3 separate regions of the Sus scrofa genome follow, and all the other regions are linked to region 2. A link is a contact called in public Hi-C and promoter capture Hi-C data. All regions are on one chromosome and are shown on one strand. Each heading gives the region's core, a stretch centred on a gene start, on an enhancer-like site or on the middle of the called end of the contact. The rest is flanking DNA. Distances are from core to core; before and after follow the strand shown.

The links. Promoter capture Hi-C pulls out the DNA fragments that hold promoters and counts their contacts. Hi-C and Micro-C count contacts between places; a contact is called where the count stands out from the background.
Region 1: a contact with region 2 is called in a promoter capture Hi-C map of fetal skeletal muscle, with 5 times the contacts expected there. The contact joins the promoter of HPRT1 here to the promoter of FAM122B in region 2. A contact is called at or near these places in 2 of 5 promoter capture datasets (fetal skeletal muscle and liver) and 1 of 2 datasets of contacts at active chromatin or transcription factors (alveolar macrophages).
Region 3: a contact with region 2 is called in a Hi-C map of skeletal muscle, with 4 times the contacts expected there. The contact joins the promoter of ZNF449 here to the promoter of FAM122B in region 2. A contact is called at or near these places in 2 of 47 Hi-C or Micro-C datasets (heart right ventricle and skeletal muscle).

The regions. Positions count from the first base shown.
Region 1 is chrX:110,319,416-110,324,059 of Sscrofa11.1, reverse strand. HPRT1 (hypoxanthine phosphoribosyltransferase 1) reads right to left here and starts at 2,771. Exons shown (of 9, transcript NM_001032376.2): 1 at 2,649-2,771. The coding sequence starts at 2,675.
Region 2 is chrX:110,615,453-110,619,653 of Sscrofa11.1, reverse strand. FAM122B (protein FAM122B) reads left to right here and starts at 1,882. Exons shown (of 9, transcript XM_021080317.1): 1 at 1,882-2,901. The coding sequence starts at 2,804. LOC100516891 (protein FAM122A-like) reads right to left here and starts at 427. Exons shown (of 10, transcript XM_013983825.2): 1 at 307-427. The coding sequence starts at 355.
Region 3 is chrX:110,926,154-110,930,532 of Sscrofa11.1, reverse strand. ZNF449 (zinc finger protein 449) reads right to left here and starts at 2,365. Exons shown (of 5, transcript XM_021080814.1): 1 at 2,270-2,365.

The DNA of each region.
Region 1 (4,644 bases), core at 1,522-4,021, 300 kb after region 2:
CTGACTAAAGTCAGTCAAACCCTGTTGCTAACAATGATAGTGTTGTGGACCCCAAAAATGCACTATTTTATCAGTTCTGTGAAAATTATTAGCAGGATAAGATTTAAGTCCACTTAATTAAGGATTACATTTTTATCACTACCATCCTGAAATTAAGAAGATATTTTATCCACATAATGTGTATCTGATGTTTCACAATAATTTGCAAAAATCCAGAAGTTTGTTCTTTGTTCCAGTGTGTCCAGGTTTACCCTGGCAGTTCAGTATGCTAGTCACAAGAAGCATGGGTCCTATCAGGCAGATCTGGGGCCAAGTCCATCTAAGTGATACCAGGCAGGTTACTTCACCCCATCTGTGCCTGCAAGGTCATGCTAGTGTTTATCTACCCAGTAGAGTACCTATTACATAGCTTTGGGGCATTTGCATTAGATAATGTTGCAAAACATTTACTTCAATGCCTAAGGCATAGTAAGTACTAAATAAATATCTGTCACTATTAAAAGTGGAGGGGTTAAGAGCAGACTCTGGGGCCAGACAGCTTAGATGCAACTCCTAGTATTGCTGGGTAATCTTGGGAAAGTTACTTTACCTCTCTGAGCCAAATAATTTTTTTATACACATCAAAACAATTAATATGTGTAAAAGGCTTAGTAGCCAGCACATAGTAAGCACTATTTAAGTGTTCATTATTGCTAACATGCAGACAATTTCTGGGGAGGAAATAAAAAAAAGGAACAGGAATTTGGAAACCAAAAACACAATGAATATCTTGATGTTCAAACAAAACTAACAGCCAGTTCTAGCAAAAGTAATTCACTGTATGCTGGGGGAGGCACTAGACTCCAAAGCTTAAACTGAGTAAAAATGCTTGAGAATCTACTATTAGCATAACATTTAAGTGCCTGGGCCCTTGAGAGACCTAGGTTTGAGTCTGAGCGCCTCTTTTTTTTTTTTTTTTTTTTTTTTTTTAGGGTCTCTCCCACGGCATATGGAGGTTCCCAGACTAGGGGTCGAATGGGAGCTACAGCCACCGGCCTACACCACAGCCATAGCAATGCAGGATCCCAGCCGTGTCTGCGACCTACACCACAGCTCACCAAAATGCCGGATCCCCAACCCACTGAGCGAGGCCAGGAATCGAACCTGCGTCCCCATGGATACCAGTCAGATTTGCTTGTGCTGAGCCGTGACGGGAACTCCATGAGCTCCTCTTAATGACTGTATGACCTGAGTACGTTACATTAAGAGGTTAAGTTACTTAACCTCACTGAGGCTTCAAGGATTCCTCGTCTGTAAAATGATAATCACACTCTTGTTGGAGGGTTGTTTTGAGGACTAAATAGGTAGAACACAATAACATATCAGGGAACACAAAGGTTGTTCATTCACAAAGACCAGATATCCTTTCAGCAACACCATGGGGTAGCTAGCACCTCAGTTACACATAAGGGCACAAGTCGAGAAAGAGAAAAGTAGTTACCCACGGCCACACAGCTAGTAAATAGCCCAAACCAGCAGGATTCCAGGCCAGACTCCATGAAGCGCAGTGCTCTTTACCTCAAGTCACAATGCCTAATATGAAAGAGAATCCTTCCTTTTTTAGGGTTCAAGTGCTTAATTATTTAATTTATTTATCCAACAGACCATGTTGAGAATTTCTTACATGCCAGGCACTGGATTACAGTGGTGATTACTGCCCTTATAAAGTTTATGTTTTTATGGGAGAGATAATCAACAGGTAATCAGGTAACTGCAAAATAATAATAATAATAATAATAATAATAATAATAATAATAATGCAGGCTAAGGCATTTAACTGACAGACGGTTGGCTATTTTAGCAAGAGGGATCAGAAAAGGAAGGTGGGGGGAGGGTGCAGCTTGGCTAGTTCGAGAAATGAGAAAAAGAACCAATGAGTTTGGAGGCAGGATACCAGACACGAACGTCCTTGAAGGTTAAGGACCAGATTCGCATTTTCCGTCCCCCGCGGCATCAAAGAGCAGAGGATACGGATTCAAGAAGATCTGATTCGGAGGCTCGGCTACCTCTGGGCCGTGAGGAAATTACCTAATATCGGTTCACAATTTTCTACGTGTGTAAAAAAGGTAGGCATGGTGACTGCTGCCAAGGCTGCCGTGAGGATGCAACGAGGCAATGCGCATTCCCACAAACATTCATTATAATGTTTGCAGAACTAGGTGAAAATACCAGTCCACGCATGCCTCCCATGTGGTCGTTTCCGTGCCCCGGGGCCCTCTCGGAGGTGCCCCGAGGACCTCACCCCCAGTCCCCCAAATCTAGACGAGAGCCTCTCCTAAGAAAGCCCCCACCCTCACGCCGCCAGATCATTCCCGAACTGGCCCACGGCCCCTCCCCACCGCACGCTCGCAAGCCGCACATGTCAACCAAATCGCCATTTCCACCCTCTCTCCCCACACGCCGCCCTGCTTCCCGGGGCTCTCCGGGGGCGGCCACCCTGACCTCGCCATTCCGTCCCCCCCGCCGCCCCGGGGTGACGTTCGGCCGAACCCAGGGGGCTGCGGCCGCCCCCCCCACCCCCCGGCCCCGGGCCGCCCCGGCCCGAGCCCGCACTGCGGCCCCGCGCCTCGGGGGCCGGCGCCGCGGGCCTGGCCGGCCAAGCTGCTCACCACGACGCTGGGGCTGCGGGTCGCCATAACGGAGCCGGCTGGCGCGCGGGCTGAGGGCGGTCTGGGGAGGAGGAAGCCGGCGGCGGGGCCGAGCGAGAGGCGGAGGTGCAGCGGGAGGCGGCGCCGCGCGGGAAAGCCGAGAGGTCCGCCCGAGCGTTCTCCGCCGCCGCAACAGCCGCTCAGAGCCCGGGCGCGGCAGGCTCCGCCCCTCCCGCCCCGCCCCGCCCGAGGCCCCGCCCCCGGGCCTCCGGCGGGCGCCTGCGAGTTTCCACTCCCCCGAGGTGGCCGTGGGAATTGCGTTCCCGAAGAAGCGGCGTCTCCTGCGCAGCCTCCATCCCTCTTTCCCTCAGTTTCCCATCCAGACGGCTCCCCAATTCCCAGGACTGCCGCCGCCTTCCTTTCTTCCCTGTGGCCCTAAACTGGGCGCCGGCTCTTCAGGTTCCTGTCACCACGTGGTTCCTCTCGCCCAGCGTCCCCTTCTCAAGACCTTGGACTGCATTGCGGCTTCCATTTTCCTGACTCGTGGCCCAGTTCTAACACAAATCTTTAGATGGATGTAAGAGTTGAGACCTAGAGCCCTAGAGTCAGCCAGATCAGGGTACAAATCCGAGGGGAACACTTAACTGCTCTTTACCTTTCAGCCTTTTTCGTCTCAGTAAAATGAGGGTATTAACAAGGATCTTGTGAAAATTAAAGAAGCGATATGGCGTGTGCATATGTGTATATGTGATTTAGCACTGCACACAGTCAGTAAATAGGAACTGTTGCTATTATTGTTCTTTATTCTTGCCTCCACAATTCCTAATTAAACTGGGGGGAAAAAAATCTTCCCCTACTCTCCAGTAGGTCAGGTAAGCAAGTAATAGTTGTTCCATCCCTAACTCATCTGTGTAGCTCCAGCACCCATCACAGTGCCCAGCACTTAGCTGGTGGCCTCCATTAAGGCCACTGAGGAATAGATGGGAGATTTCACTGAACTCCGAGCCTGTCTCTTTATCAAAAAACGGTGCTGCTAACAACTTTTTTTAATGTAACTTTTGGTGAACATGAGTGCATTTCCTTTGACGTGCATATCAACACATTTTTATTATTCTTTTAACAAACATCGCTTCACTAGGAAGTTAATTCAGAGAACTTTCGGTTATACACTTGGCCCCTGACACATGTGGACTCAGCCGCCCACAATGGTTTCTAAATTAGGTACCCAACACTTCAGAACCCTCCCAGCTTGCTTTTGGCTTGCAGTTTCTTTCTTCAACCCCTGTGGTGCCACGTGCTCCCGTATTTTAACAGAGATTTTGAAATAATGAAAGCCCAATGATTGTAGAGACTAGAAACTGTCATTATTTTAACCCTGGCATTCTTTGCGACAACTTGGAGCTTTTACTTGTGTTTAAAATTGAAATGTAGTCTTTAAAAAACAAAAAAATATATATAAAAAAAACAATTTTTGGCCACACCCTCAGAATGCAAGAGTTCCTGGGCTCGGATGGAACCCGAGCCACAGCAGTGACAACTCCAGATCCTTAACCTGCTGAGTCACCCAGGGAACTCCTGTATTCTTTTCAATTTTGTTTTAAAACTACAGATGAAATCAAGAACATAATGGTGATTACTAATTTTAATATAGAGAATAATTTTGTCAGATAGACAAGTACTTTTCTCATATAATTTTGTCTTTTTTTTTAAAGTTATCTACTCTGGGTGTCAGGTGTGCCACCGTTTTTTACAGAATACCAGCATGCAGGAAGAAATAAGGAAAACATGGATACAATCCAAGATTCCTCTGTCCTACTCCTGCCTTTCCAGAAACAATTTTGTAGTCCACTTTGTGTGGACATAATGAGGAATTATTTCTGTTAGCACTCAGCAATTATACTCATTATATTCATTATGCTCAGCAATTCTGAGTATATTTCTGCTCCACATGTTACTTCATTTAGTAAGAGCTTTGTTTTTGCCATGGTGCTATGGTCCACCAAAATTCATATTTCTA
Region 2 (4,201 bases), core at 633-3,132:
AGTACCTAACACTAAGAAAATAGGCATAATAAAATGACATGGAAAGAGTAACTAAGAGATCATTCCTAGAAAAGGGCTAATAATATGAAATGACTAAATACATGAGATGGCAATAAGTTTTCAGCTACTACCAAAGGGAGAAATTCTCTTTAAGAGCAGCTACATATCAGGAACGTTAAGCCTGTTAAAAACAGAGACAGGACTCATAATACATACACAAGTTGGAAAGTCAAAAGGAACAAGTACTGCAAAAACAAAGAATTCTGTATACTATAGTATACATTTCTACCCACACGTTATACAAACCTAGCTGTGTTTCATGATCGTGTCTGCTTGTTCCATAGTCATGTGCCATGACCTTGGATCGGAGGTTTGCTTAGATGTGTACCTTGATCTTTATGCTACTCCTCTCTTTGTGTGTTTCAGTCTGCTGCCATCTTCCCCAGGCCTCTTCCCTATAAAAGGTGTCCCACAAACATGTCATAATCAGCTCTTTATTTTATCAGTTGTCATGGCAACCTTTAAGCAACATGTTAGGTTGTTACCACAAGAGCAAGACACATTCAAGTTAATCCCAATCCCTGAACCACCAACACCCAACACCTCCCAAAAGATTTACATGAAGGCAAGAATGATGTGAATAAAACCTGGAAATGATGGCCAAGGTAGCATCTGCCTTCTCACATATCCTTGAGTTTCTCCTAATTGTGAAGCCCCTGAAAGTCAGGGATTCTACTAAATTGTTTGACTCTTCAGAGTTAGGGACAGTGTATGTGGTCAACAAATGGTCTTTTGGTAGCTGTGGTGAATAACAGCATGTACTATAATTTTTTGGAGCGGATTACTGGGGAGTGGGGGTGTTGCTGAGACCTTGAGATAGAAAAAGAGCTATATAAATTGATCAAAACCAGAGCTTGCATTTCTAATGCAGGTGGCAGGAAAATATAGGCAATTTAAGGGAAACTAAAAGTGGTTTAAAAACTCTCATACTTCAAGTAGAACATAAAACACTGAGGAATAAAATGACAATTGGACTTGCCAAGTTTAATATGGTACAGCTGAATTGAACAAGCAGGTAAAACTATTTTTGCAAAAGATGAAACCAATTTCCTGATTATTAAGTTTCCTGTACTTTCTAGGTAGGTACCACACAGTAAGGTGGTTCTCTCTCTCCCAGGGTCTTTCAAGTGGTGAGGATTAGATGAGTTAATATTTCTAAAGCTCTTAGAACACCACCTAGAGCACAGTAACTGCTACAAAAGTGTTTAATAAAATAAGTAATTCCAGGCCTCACACAATCATGATTGTTAAGAGTCTCCGTAAATCCTAGAAAGAAAAAAAAAAATCTGGCTCTGCTACTTGTTCTTCAGGACTTAATATCACTGAAGCTAACCGGTGCTTGTATAATGGAAATGAGTACTTCTCACTAGCTATATGAACTCTCATTTGATTCTCTTTATTTTTACACCATTGCTTTTTTTTTTTTTTTAACTCCCCTTTGGTCTAGTGCATCCAAAAGGATGATCTGAAAAAGAAATCTGCTTTTCCAGACAGAAAGCAACAAAGTCCTGGGATTTGAGAAAGGTGAGCGGGGGAATCGCAAAAGTCAGAACGTACGAATTGGAGTGAAAAAAACGTGGAAACCACGTGTTTCTTTTTCCTTTGAATACTGGCCCAAACTCTTCCTGAAAGATGATGCTCCAGTATCTCCAAACGATTGGTTCTTTTCAAAATTGGGCGGCAGGATCCCTGGTCCAATGCAGGCGAGAAAGGCGCCGGGCTCCCTGGAAACGCTCCACCCCTTTGGAGGAGGTTTGCTGGGCGGGGCTCCCACGCATGCTCCGTGCCCGCGGGCCCATTGGCGCGGCCACCGGGCGCGTGCGCAGGACCGATGGGTGCCCGGACGCGGAAGACCTGGCCCCGCGGAGGTTCCAGCTCCTGAAGCGTGGGAGGCGTAAGAGGCTGCAGGTTGTAGATTTTGGTCTCGGCCCCGAGGGCTTTCCCCGGGCCATTAGAACCCAAGAAAGGAAAAGGAGGCATCGCGGCGGCGGCCGGCCAAACCCCCCACCTGTCCTCCTGGCAGGGAGGGGGGGCAGGAGGGGAGAAGCACCGATCACAGGGCTGAGGAACCTCTGGGGCCAGGTCCCAAAGCATGGGGGACTGGACCGCGTCCCCGAGCATGGGGAGCTGGAGCTGCCGAGGCCGCCCGGCCGGGCCCTGCCCGACTGTCAGCTCTTTGGTGCTAGTGCTGCCCGGGCAGCCAGGGTGTCTGTAGCCCGGCCCCGCTTGAGGTCGTCGGCGAAAGAGAGCATGAGTTCCGCTGCTGCCTAGTTTCCTCCCCCTCCTTCTCTGCTCCCTCCTTCCTCTTCCCCATACCTCCGTCCTTCTTTCCCACCCCCGTGCTCCTCTTTCCCTCCACCCTGCCCTCCTCCTTTCCCCCTAACTTCTTCCTTTCCCCCTCTGTCCTCCTCTTTGTCCTCTTGCTTTTCCATCTTTCCTCCCCCCTCTTGCCATTTTACCTCCCGCTTCGATCCCTTTTCCTGCTTCCTCTTCCCTCCACCACCACCTCTGCATCCTCCTCCCCTCCCTCCCTTTCCTCCTCCCTTCCTCATCCTCATCCTCCTTCCCTCCTCCTCTCCTGCTTTTCTCCGCCCCGCCCCCGCCCCTCAAGCCTCCGCCCCTTAGCCCCCGCCCCCAGCTGCCCGTCCCCAGCAGCTCAGTCCCGCAGCGAGAGTCTGGGGAGTCCATAGCCAAGCACCAGGAGCTGAGCACTGCCCGCTGTGCCTGCCTGCGAGTCTCCGACATGGCTCAGGAAAAAATGGAGCTGGACTTTGAGCCTGACACATCTGATGGGGGCACCCTGAGGAGATCCAACAGCGCTCCCCTGATCCATGGGCTCAGGTGAGCAGGGTTGGGGAGGATGGAGTGCCAGGTTCAGGGGCTCCTCGACCCGCCTGCGAACAGTCTTCTTTCCTTCAAGTGAGAGTTGCAGCTCATTTGGGTTCTCCAGCCCGAGGGGATTGGGACTTGTTTGCTTGACGGTGACTTGGGTCCCAAGGTGGAGTGAAAGTTTGACCCAGACTGGGCAGTGTGGGGGAAATGGGGGCCCTCTCTACCTGAGGCTCTGTTGGCCCACTCTAAAAGGAACTACGAGAAGCTTCTGGCTCTTCTAACAGGTTGCTTGCCCTGCCTGATTTACACCACTGAATGTCAGACTGAAGCCCCTGGAAGTAGGATTGCAACTTGATACCTGCTTCTAAGAGCTGCTATTTCTAACCTTAGTTTAGGAACCCTGGCATTAACTGAGGTTTCCCTCAATAAATCGCAGTTTATCTAATAACTTGTAATTAAATGGCGTGTTCACGTCCCATTAAGTGATTCGGATTTGTCATGTTTTCAGATCCGAAAACTGTCTGAAATGCATTCGAGTGAATAAAACATAAGGGTGACATGTAGCTTAGATCAGTGAATGCACAGGTTTTTGAAAACAATCAACAGAGTTGACCCCTGAATTTTAGTGGTAGGGTCTTGTGTTTTCATGCGAATAAGTCACCAGAGGGTCTCTTTTAAGGTGGACTCTTGTGATAGCGAAGGTTTGGTTGGCAGCCCTCTTGAGCCTATTACATTTCACTTTTGTTAGGTAGACAATCCCTCTTAGGTCGAGAGCCAATTTGTGAGACCCTGTAGAAATGGAATGACTCCAAAAGAGGAGGATGGGGGCTGAATTAGCCAAAAACATTAATCAAGCACAGTGAAGGCAAAGAAAGAGGTAATCCTTGTCTATGAAACTGATTATAATATCCTTATTTTGGAGAAAAAAACAGATTTACTTTTTTTCCTCTTATTAGGAATGGTGGAGTTGACTCTGCTTTCCTAAGGCTGTCCTCATCTCTACATTTATTTTTGATGCTATAGGAATAAGCTGGTGTTTTTTGCTTGTCTTTTTGAAGCTCGTAATCGAGCAGTTGCTGCGGACTGTGGCGAGCCTGTTGACCTGCATTTAGACTGTTGTAGGAATGGCATGATGGGTCTTTGAATCATGATTTAAGTAATTACCTGAAAGGTAGCATGATGTGACAGAGTGAGGTGACCAGGCCTGGTCTCAATTTTCTCCCTAACTAGCTGTGATTAGGAATGAGTCACTCCACCTTTCGGAGTCTGTTTTCTCATTTAAAATTTCAGGGGGCTGGATTAGGTAATC
Region 3 (4,379 bases), core at 1,116-3,615, 310 kb before region 2:
GCTCTGTTCCAGAATTTCGCCCCCCCCCCCCCCCCGACCAAGGCTAAACCCCCTTGCCTTAGATAAGCCCCTGCAGATGTGCTGGCTTTGAAACCCACTCTCAGCCTAATTCCAACGGTCCTGTGTTTCTGCATAGAGCTAGGCCACAAAAGAAATGGGGGCGCAATACTCACGATGGCAAAGAACCCTGAAAGTCCATCTACCTTTGAGTCGCCCCAGCCCCCTCCACCTTCAGCCAAGGGCATCCTAGCCGGAGCCACCCACGCCTTGCAAAGACAGCAAACCACCAACCCCTCTCAGTCCGCTCCCCTGGAGGTCACCGCCAGCTCAGCCAACACCACCGGGCCCCTCGCCCCGCAACAGCATTCTAAGTGACTTGCTCACGAGAAAACGACACGGCAACAGGGCAGGTCAGCGGGCGTTGGGTCTGCCCTAACACCCATGGACATTTATCACACGCGTCACGCTTTGTGCCAGGTACTGTCTGAGCCTCCCGCACGGGAGTTCCTTTCGCCCTCATCCATCGTCAGGAGGTGGGCTCTCAGACTGCGCCCGGAACACAGAGGAGGGCACCGAGCTGGGGCTTAGGAGGACTTGAATCACTTGTCCCAAGCCACAGAGCAAACGCCAGAGGGAGGTGGTCGGGAAGTTAGAATCGAGAGACTCCTGCACAGCTCAGGTCTCAAAACACCCACATGCCCTTAGCGCCATCTCCGAGGTCACACAGGCCATCCCATGCCTGTCCCCGCAGGTCTCAACGCTGGGCCCCGCCCAGTGCCAGGGCTCCTCTCTGTCCGCAGGGGCCCAGATGCCCTGTACCCGTCCTCTTCCTTGTAGTGGGACAACGGAAACATACCCAGCATCCCACCCGCCTCGCCCCAGTGGACACTGTCCCCATGGCACCCTTTATCCGGAGGGTAGCCTGGGCTTTGGCGGCAGACCACCTAGCGATCACCTGCTAGCTCTGGGCCCCTGGCACCCAGGGCTTCTGTCTGTAACCTGCCAACAATCCCAGCATCTCCTTCACAGAAGGACCTGCGGGCGAATCCCACTGCCTGGACAGGAACAGCAGGGTGCCTGGCACCGAGGAGGTGCTCAGGAAAGGTCGTTCCCTAGGGAGCTTCGATCCACCCCGCCCCGCCCCGCCCCACCAGCCCCCCACAGGCACCTAACCGTCGCTGGGGGGCGTGCAGGGACCACGCCGCTCGGGGCTCTGGACCCGCCTTTCCTGCGCTCCAGCCTCCCCGCGGGGCAGCCCTCCCTGGACGGTCCCCAGCCTGCCACCGCGTCGGCCAGGGAACTGACCCTCCGGGTTGCCCCCCTCCACGCCCCGCGGCCCTTCCGGAGGAAAGCTTCCCTCCACCCAGGGGCTCCTGGCTTCTCCGCAAACCCTCCCGAAATGACCCCGGGCCCACAGGGCCCGTGCAGGAAGAGCTGTGTCCGGAGAGGGCGAGGGGAAAGGCACGGGGGGCAAGTCCACAAGCCGGTGGGAAACCCGATGCCCGCGGCGCGGCCCCAGCGCGCTCCCCGGGGAGGAGGTCCCGCCGCCCAGGGGGGCGCTCCCGGCCCCGGAGCAGCCCGGGAAGGCCCGGCCGGGTGGCCGGGAGCGGCGGCGGGGACCCGGGCTGGCCAGGGGCCCGCCGCCCGGCGCTCCTCCCCGCGCCCTCGGCCGGATCGGGGCTGCAGGCGGCGGGTTCGCGCAGCCGGAGCGGGATGGGAGCCCCGCTCCCCGCGCCCGCGCCCCAGGGACGGCCACGCCCTCTGGCCGCTCCGGGACTCACCGCCTCAGCGCCCACGGCTCTCCCAGGCTCACCGGGGGCAGCTGCCCAGGGCGCAGGCGCGCGGCCGCGCTGAGGACTACAACTCCCGGCAAGCTCCACGTCACTCGCCCAGGGATCTCGGCCCCAAAGGCGCTGACGCGGGAGGGGCTGGGATTTTCCTTGGCCTCTGCCAGGCCGGAGGCCTCTTTGGAAGCGATCCCACTTCCGGTCTTAAGCGCCTTTAAATTCCAGGGGATTGGGTGGGTTGCGCCCCGGTTCTCGATCCTAGCGAGGGCTTCTCTCCCATCATCCCTGGAGTAACTGGAGCAGCGGGGAAACTCCTTAAATCTGTTACCACTGCATCAGTGATTGTCAAACTCCTCTCCGTAAGAAGAATTTCTTGCGAAAACCTTTTAAAAATTCAGATTTCTGGACATCCGTACGCATTGACTCTCGCATGAGCTCCAGGATTCGCACTTAATAAGCCTTCTTGGAATATTGACGCTCACCTTCAGCTCGCGGGTCACAGTGGCCTTGAATAGCTCATGCTTTTTTGAGTACCTCGTGTTTTCTTAAAGAGCCTACCTTCAATGAAGCGATCTCGTGCATTCCTCGCTCCTTTCGGCCGCCACCAGAGGGCGCTCGCGGCTTTGACGGTGCCCAAATGGCCCCGCCTCTTATAGTGGATTCCCCTCTGGTCTCGTCCCCGCAAATTTCGCTTCTGCGTGGTCCCTTTCCAACTCAGCCGTGAATTGTGACCAGGAGAGAGGCGATGGTGTCATTCGGGAGATGTAGTCCTCACATTGGTCCTGAGATAGTTTTGTTTTTCTGTTTTAGTCTTTGGACGCCAAACTTTAGTGTTGGTCCAAGAAAGAGCGGGAAGAGCTGCAGGCGATTGTGCCTCCCAGAGGCCCTAGTGGAAGCGAGATCAGGGGCAGGGGCCCCATAGTCCTGAATCCACAGAGGCCAAAGTCCTTGAAATAGCTCCGCTTGGGCTGGAGCTGGGCTCATGGACTGCGACATGGACCCACGGGCACCCTGACTCCTGCGGATTCTGTGTATTGTCTCATGGGGCGCCAGGCGCCTTTCACAGCTGTCATGGCTGGTTTCTGGGCCAAGGTGGTCGGCATTTGACCCTGGCTTCCAGGAGCAAAATGTAGTCCTCATTTTGAAACCAGAGTGGCTTCTGCGCCTGGAGCCAGCAGCTCCAAGCAAGGCCCAGCGTGGGGGCCTCTCATCTGCACTTCTGTGGCTTCTGCCGCTGGTCTCTGAGAAACCAAGGCAGGCAGCTTCTGGAGCTTTGCTGTGGGTGGGTGGGTGGCTTTGGCTTGTGAGATGCGCACCATGGAGCAGATCCTGGGGCTGCGGGTGTCGGGGTGCCTCCTGACCATTCTGTCCCAGGAGATCCACGGCAGGGTGCAGAAGCTGTACACACACATCTCACCAAGAGGCTGGGAGTCTTTTCAAGTACACGCAGAGAGAACTTGCCAGACTGAGGGAGACTGGGGGGCGGGGATCCGAGTAGACCTACATGGGCAAGTGACTTTGTAATTTAGTCTGGAATCTTCATCCTCCCGATTTCCCCCCAGGCGCACACAGAAGGTGAAGACTGCGGGTTTCCACAGGGAGGCAGCGCCACTGCTGCAAGAGTCAGTGTCAGCTCGGATCAAAGGGGCTGGAATCCTGGCTCTGTCCACTACCCCGTGACCTGGGGCAGGTCACTTTCCCCTTTGGGCTTCAACTTCCCCTTTGGTAAAATGGCTTCTGGGATTGTTTTGAGGATTAAAAGGAGGGCAGCGTGTACATTTTTTTAAAAAGACATGGGCACTAAGCATTGTATTATATTTTATTGTATTTTATTTTTGGCCACGTTCAAGGCACGCAGAAGTTCCCGGGTCAGGGATCAAACCTGCACCGCAGCAGTGATGCCAGAACCTTACCCACTAGGCCACCAAGGAACTCCCAGCATGTACCTTTTGATCACACTGCTGGCGTGTAGTGCCTACAACTCTGAGCTGGCCGCCCTGGGGCACAGGCTGGTGGTCCCAGCTCCTCCTCCACTGAGGTCGGAGGAGCGCTTGAGCCCAGGACGTCTGGGCTGTGGTGTGCTCTGCGGATCAGGCCCTGAGTTCAGCATCGACAGGGTACTTCCCAGAGGCCGGGGACCCCAGGTTGCCCTGCAAGGATGAGCCCGCCCAGGTCATTAGCCCTGCTAATCCGCGGCCATCCCGCCCCTGTGAAGGGCCACTGCCTTCCGGCCTGGGCGGCAGAGCACGACCTCCTCTCTGACAAACTAACAAAACTGTTCGCTGTTAATTAGGGTCAGCGGTCTGGTGCCCCCTGCAGAGCTGGGTCTCAGTTCCTGGTGAACTTAGAAACACTGCTTGGCCCTGAAGCTTGGCAGCCCCTGCCCTCAGCCCCCCCCACCCCCAAGGTCACTGTCTGGCAAGGAGGGAAGGGGGTCAGGAGACCTGCTGGGAAAAGGGGGGCTCTGGAGGAGGAGCCTTTGCCTCAGGAAACAGCATGAAGTCACTGAGTTTTAAGCTGGAGCCAAGGGACACTCAGGGAGGCCCTGGCCCTGGGCTGCATGAGCCACCGGGCCTCCGCCCCAGAGGAGCC